2 separate regions of the Mus musculus genome follow, and region 1 is linked to region 2. Evidence: chromatin contacts called from public Micro-C data. All regions are on one chromosome and are shown on one strand. Each heading gives the region's core, a stretch centred on a gene start, on an enhancer-like site or on the middle of the called end of the contact. The rest is flanking DNA. Distances are from core to core; before and after follow the strand shown. Region 1 holds the start of Tet1 (tet methylcytosine dioxygenase 1). Region 2 overlaps Tet1 (tet methylcytosine dioxygenase 1).

The links. A called contact is a pair of places that touch in the nucleus more often than the background predicts.
Region 1: a contact with region 2 is called in a Micro-C map of palatal mesenchyme, with 1.6 times the contacts expected there. The contact joins the promoter of Tet1 here to the enhancer-like site in region 2. A contact is called at or near these places in 7 of 39 promoter capture datasets (3T3-L1-derived adipocytes, cranial neural crest, embryonic stem cells and 2 more), 2 of 15 datasets of contacts at CTCF or cohesin (CD8 T cells and the NIH/3T3 cell line), 67 of 484 Hi-C or Micro-C datasets (B cells, the C2C12 cell line, CD4 T cells and 36 more), 18 of 115 datasets of contacts at active chromatin or transcription factors (the HPC-7 cell line, bone marrow-derived macrophages, cardiomyocytes and 9 more) and 2 of 9 other capture datasets (adipose tissue and pancreatic islet).

Annotation. Positions count from the first base shown.
Region 1 is chr10:62,885,829-62,889,061 of GRCm38.p6, forward strand. Tet1 (tet methylcytosine dioxygenase 1) reads right to left here and starts at 1,496. Exons shown (of 13, transcript NM_001253857.2): 1 at 1,344-1,496. All of the region lies in intron 2 of Gm51805 (a long non-coding RNA gene), which reads left to right.
Region 2 is chr10:62,849,841-62,853,030 of GRCm38.p6, forward strand. All of the region lies in intron 3 of Tet1 (tet methylcytosine dioxygenase 1), which reads right to left. Among named protein-coding and RNA genes, the nearest start is that of Gm51805, 14 kb to the right of the region's middle. Within about 2 kb of position 1,906, at least 76 of the 459 cell types and tissues checked have an H3K27ac peak or open chromatin away from gene starts, as enhancers often do. A contact at or near this core is called in the C2C12 cell line, CD8 T cells, the HL-1 cell line and 9 more, where this site is marked.

The sequences.
Region 1 (3,233 bases), core at 246-2,745, 36 kb after region 2:
GGCTGGCTTCGAACTCAGAAATCCGCCTGACTCTGCCTCCCGAGTGCTAGGATTAAAGGCGTGCGCCACCACGCCCGGCTGAGTCAGGGAATCCTTATCGCTGCTCCAGCATTAAGTCTTTCTTAAAGTCACATTAATTTTAGTGGGTCAGAAACGTACCCAGTTCAGTTCCCAAAGGGCAACTGGAGCCGGACACTTCTTTCCTGACTCATTCCTGTGGATTAATGGGCGAACACTGGAGGTGAAGGAGAGAGTAAGAGAAAGGGGAAGTTGCTTTTTCAGACTGGTCTCACCATGCAGCCCTAGCTGCCCTGAAACTCACGGAGATCTCTATGCCTTTACCAACCCAGCGCTGGAATAATCATAGGCGAGCACACCCCTCCGGAAAAAGGAAGATTTGCTTCCCTACCCCGCGGAGTAGGCGGTGGTCTCTTCAGCCCAGGCAGGGACCGCGAGCTCCCGGAGCTCACGTGCAGCACGATAAGTCTTAGGCACTCACTCTGCCGCTGCGAGCACACGTACGCCCTCAATCCCCTCTCCAGGATCCCAGAACCAGTCAGTAGCATTCCAAAAACTTGCGTTTCGGCGCTGGCAACATATCCTACTTTCTTGCTTCTTCTTGAACCTCCCAATTCCGGACCAGCCTTTCCCAGACCTCCAGGTCCCCTGCACTCCCGAAGTGGCTCCCAGCAACCCCTTTCTAGGGTTCATCCGCGAAGGATGGGGTACGTCTCAAACGCGTGAGACACTTCTGAACCCGACAGCTCGCGCTCCCCACTCCTCGCTGGCAAAAGCTATCGCCTCCCTACAGGCAGACTCCCAGACTTTCTAAGAACTCCTGTCTGGGGACCTCCCAGAGGCCATACATGCGTTTCCCCTACAGGATCTCCAGTTGATGCCAAGTCTGGAGGTCCCCATGCGAACCGATCCTAGCCAGGGCTAACTAAACTTTCTGGGGAGCGCTGTAAGGTCCCCCGCGAGCATTGTTAGTCACCCGCCACGAAAGACCCGGAGCGGCCCGGGATAGGGGGTCGTGGCGCGGAGTTGACTCGCACGAGTCATCACCAAGCATCGCGGCGTGCAAAGTCCTAGCCCGATCGAGATCCGCCCCCCAGCTCCGTCCCGCCACGGAGTAGTACCCTCTCCCAACTCCCCGGCTCTTTGCTGCCGCCCCAGCTCACCCTAAACTGCCTCTGGATCCCAGGGCAGCGCGGGTCACCCCTGCTAGAAGCCTGCACCAATCCTTGGACAAACTTTCCAGCGGGTCTTGGTCCGTGCAACTTTGGAGCCTGAGGCTCCGGCACGCGCCAAGGAGTTCAGGCGGGCCTAGGATGGACACTTACCATCCGGCACGGTCAGGGCCCGAGCACCCGGGTTGGGGAGCTGCTCCGCGAATGTTCCCGTAGAAGAGGCAGGTAGAGGTACATGACCAGGGAGGGAGAGGACGTCCAGGGGCGAATACAGACCCCGGGATTGTACAAACCAGTTGCAGAGTGCAGTGTTCCACGAGCGGAGTGCGCGGGTACTCCCAGCCAGGTCAGCCCTCGCCCCCCCCCAGAGCAGCGGTGTCTCCCCAGTACAGACCTCTAGGAGTGTAGCTGGGGCACAGCCTTTGCTGGACCCTGTACCGCTGAGCGAGAGGCAAAATGCGAGCTGGATTTTCCCAAATCGGAGCCGGACTCCTCTCGACCCTTCTCCTGTCCACTCCTTCCTAGGCTTTCCTGAAATTCCGCCCGCGCTCCCTCCCCTTTTTTCTTAGGTCAAAGGAGTGTTGAAATCTACAGGTCACCATCTCTTTCAGTGATGGGAGTCAGAGTATCTCTAATCAGATGGGAGTAAAGGTATCTCGAAAACGAATGTTTCCAGAAGCGAGTCGGGTCATCCAGGTGACATCCTAGAGGTGTCAAACCAACTTCAAGACCAAAGAGAAATCAAATTAGCTTTGATTTTTTCCCTACATCTTTATTTTGATTAGCCATTGACTGCGGACTCATTAGTGATCATAATCACTTTATAGGAAATGGAAATACAGTAAGAGAGAAATTCCTGCCATGAGGTTCAGGCTTGACTTTAACTAGGCATATCCCAAGGTAAGATAGCTTTCTCTTCTTCCAGAAGTCTGCCCTTAGACAAGGAAATCTACTGCTTCAGGTGGAAGGGAGAAAACTGGCTTGTGGCTTTACACTCCACTCCCCCAATTCCATACCTGAACTGTGGTATATAAATGTCCCTCGATAGCCTAGCAGATGCCTTTAATCCCAGGACTTGGGGGGCAGAGGCAAGTGGATTTCTGAATTATAGGCCAGTCTGGTTTACAAAGTGAGTTCTAGGACAGCCAGGGCTATACAGAGAAATCCTGTCTCAAAAAAACAAAACAAAATAAAACAAATAAATGTCCCTAGATTGTTCGGAGAAATAGTCCCAAACTGTCAAGCTTACACCCTAAATAAATCCTTTAAATGTATTCTTAACTAGGTACCAGCTATAACGGGTTTGTTTGTTTAGCTTTTAAAAGTCTCTGTGTAGCCCAGGCTGCCCTCAAAGGCAGGAATCTTCCAGCCACAGCCTTTCCAGTGCTGGGATTATAAAGTAACCTGATTGGAGGTCAGAAATGCACTTCTAGCTGAGTTCTGCTCAGAGGTGAAGACTGAGGCCTCAATTTAATCTTTGCAATAGAAAAAAGCAAACCTGGCTCTCTCTTTTTTTCTTTATTTTTCTTTCATTCCCTTTCTCTATTAGATTTTGACCTTGAACTGATTCTCCTTCCCATACCTATAAAGTGCGAGAAATATTGACAGATAAGTTTTTAGACAAATAAGACAAAACACTCTAGCAAAACCAGGCAAACATCTCTTTTCCCAGCCAGCCTTAATAGAGTGAGACCCTGTAATAGTTTTTTAAGATTTTATTTATTTATTTTATATATATGACAAGTACACTAGAGCTGTCTTCAGACACACCAGAAGAGGGCATCTGATCCTGTTACAAAAGTTGTGAGCCACACTATGTGGTTGCTGGGAATTGAACTCAGGACCTTTGGAAGAGCAGTAAATGTTCTTAACCACTGAGCCATCTCTCCAGCCCCAACACCCCTGTCCACCTGTCTCTGCCTCCCGAGTGCTGGGATTAAAGGCTTCTGCCACCATGCCGGACTTAAAATTTTCTTTTCTCAAAAAACAAACAACAAAAAAAATTCTTTTCAAGTTGGGCCTTTGGGAGGCAACATTTGGAAT
Region 2 (3,190 bases), core at 656-3,155:
TGGATGGGATAGGTGGTTTTCGGAGGGGAAACCAGGAAAGGGGATAACATTTGAAATGTAAATAAAGAAAATATTTAAAAGAAAGAAAGAAAGAAAGAAAGAAAGAAAGAAAGAAAGAAAGGAAGAAAGAAAGAAAGAAAGAGAGAGAGAGAGAGAGAGAGAGAGAGAGAGAGAGAGAAAGAAAGGAAGAAAGAAAGAAAGAAAGAAAGAAAGAAAGAAAGAAAGAAAGAAAGAAAGAAAGAAAGAAAGAAAGGAAGGAAAGGTGATCCATGAGTCAAGATCAAGTTTACCCCCTTTCTTTGGTTTGTTTACAAAAACATGTACATCCTAAATAAAGCAGGGTGCTGTTGCTCCCAACTATAAACCCAGGCCTGGGGAGGAGGAGACAGGACACTGAGTTTGTACTGAATTTGAGGAATGCCTCTGCTGTCTACACAATGAGTTTCAGGCCAGCCTGGACTATATGTAGAGGACGCAACTTTCCTCAAAACAAAATCTAATAACCCAACTGTTGTTTTTAGCCAAGCCTGGTGGGTGACTCTACCAGTAGTCGTTAGAGTCTGTAGAAGAAAGAAGCAAACAATTCAAGGCTACCCTAGGATTCACAGGGACAGTCTATTTTAATAAGAAAAACAAATTAATCAGAAGAATTATTAAGGAAAGGTGAAAAAAATCCCCTTTATTGAAAGGGAATCAAAGGGAGAAAAATTCAAACCATCATTCATAATCTCATTCATTCATTCATTCATTCATTCATAGAGCTAAGGTTTTCTGTAAAGCTAAGACAAAAACAAACAAAAGACTCAAGTTCAAAGCCACCAGGAAGTACATAAACAGACCTCAAAAGAAAAATTTTAAAATAGCAAAATACACTACAGACAATCAAGTTTTAAGGTAGTATTCTAGAATCACACTGTGAGGCAGATGACAGTTCCCATCTGTAACCCTAGCATTCATGAAGCTGAGGCAGGAGGATAGTGTAATCAGGGCTACCCTGGGCTCTTGTAACAGAGAAAAACAACAACAAACTATAGCCTAACCCAAGCATGGTGGCAGACACCTGTGGCTAGAGTAGTTTGGAGATTGCAAAAGGACGGCTGCCTCAAGGGGTAAGCAGGTCTCTAGAGATTTCCAGGGCGGCCAGTGAGAGAGAGAGAGAGAGAGAGAGAGAGAGAGAGAGAGAGAGCGAGCACCAGAAGAAGAATAATCAGGATTTTGAGGCAAGCCTATTATATAGTCAGTCAGAGGCCAGAAGGCTTACATAAAACCCTGACTGAAAAACAAGGAATCCAGAGCACACCATTGGTTAGGGATCCAAATGATGTAGCTGGGCTTAGAATGACTAAAGGCAAAATGTGCCAGGTCCCACCATTCGGAAGACTGTCTAGCAACTGAAACTCATTACTGCTAGTGGAAAGGCGTAACATCATTGTGAGTCAGCAATTCCACCCCCATCTATCCAGGACAAGTGAAAGCATATGTTCTGTCCCTCTTCATGTAAGACTGGGAATAAAAATGCTCATAGTAGACTCCATAGTCGGGAAAGAAACAATTCAGGTGTCAATCAAAAAGAAGGCTGGATAAACACAAGGAAGTGTATTTAACAATGGGACACTGCTCAGGAAGAAATCCTTGTAGTAAAGACAAGAGGAAACTGCAGAAACTGTTGGTGTCCCACTTCAGTGAGGAAGACAAGAAGAATGACTTTGGATCAGGAAACTGTCTCTAAAATATGACATCAGGAGCTGGGGAGGTGGCTCAGTGGTTGGAAAGCGCTTGATTTGGAAGAGGATCCACGTGGTGGCTCACAACCATCTGTAACCCCGGCCCCAGGCAATGCCATCCTCTTTATCCCTCCAAAGGCACCAAGCGCACATGTGGCACACACTTGCAAAACACCCACACACACTTTTTAAAAAAGAGCTCAGGCAATAGCTGGGCTTGTCTGCACACGCCCTTAACCTCAGCACTCTGAAGGCAGAGGCAGGAAGCTCCAAGTTTGATTGAGACTAGCAGGGTCTTTATGTTGAGAAACCATCTCAAAACCCAAGAGGTAAATGGCATAAAATGAAATGTAAAACCCTTGTCGAACTGTGAGGTGTGGTGGAGAATACCTGTAATCCCGTCAAGACTTCAGGGGAAGGCATTGGATCCCCAGGAGCTGGAGTGGTTGTGAGTGAGGCAGCTGACATAGATAGGGACAGAGAATTCAGCAGGAAGCGCTCACAACCACTGAGACGGCTCCCTCCCTCGCAGTAATTTCTTTTTTCTCCTTTTTTGGGTAAGATTTATTTATTATTATATGTAAGTACACACTGTACTATCTTCAGACACACCAGAAGAGGGCGTCAGATCTCATATGGATGGTTGTGAGCCACTGTGGTTGCTGGGATTTGAACTCAGGACCTTCGGAAGAGCAGTCAGTGCTCTTACCTGCTGAGCCATCTGACCAGCCCGATTTCTTTTTTAAGAAAGACTATTGCCACACACTGCAAGCTGGATTTGAAATCACAGTCATCCTCCTGTCCCATCCTTCCAAGTGCTTGATTTATAGACATACAGCAACAGACAAGATTTGTATCATTTCATTTATATGAGATATCTGAGAGAAAACCCCACAAAACAGACAGGTTAGTGACCACTGTGGGTTAAGGTAGATGGAAGACTTGTAGGCAGCAAGAGCTAAGGTGCTGGAGTAATAAAAATATTTTTAAATTGAGCATGATGATACAATTGTAAATATAGTAAAAGCTACAGGATTGTGTGTGTGTGTGTATGTGACGAGAGAGAGAGTGTGTGTTGTAAATTATATTGCAATAAAGGCAGCAAGAAAAACAACTTATAATCCAAGTATCTTAAGAAAAAGAAAGAGGGGCTGGTGAGATGGCTCAGCGGTTAAGAGCACCGACTGCTCTTCTAAAGGTCCTGAGTTCAAATCCCAGCAACCACATGGTGGCTCACAACCATCCATAACAAAATCTGATGTTCTCTTTTGAAGTGTCTGAAGACAGCTACAGTATACTTACATATAATAAATAAATAAATATTTAAAAAAAAAAGAAAAAAAAAGAAAAAGAAAGACAGGGCTGGCGGGATGGCTCAGTGGGTAAGAGCACTGACTGCTCTTCCCAGCAACCACAAGGTGGTTCACAACCACCCATAATGAGATCTGCCATCCCCTTCTTGTGCA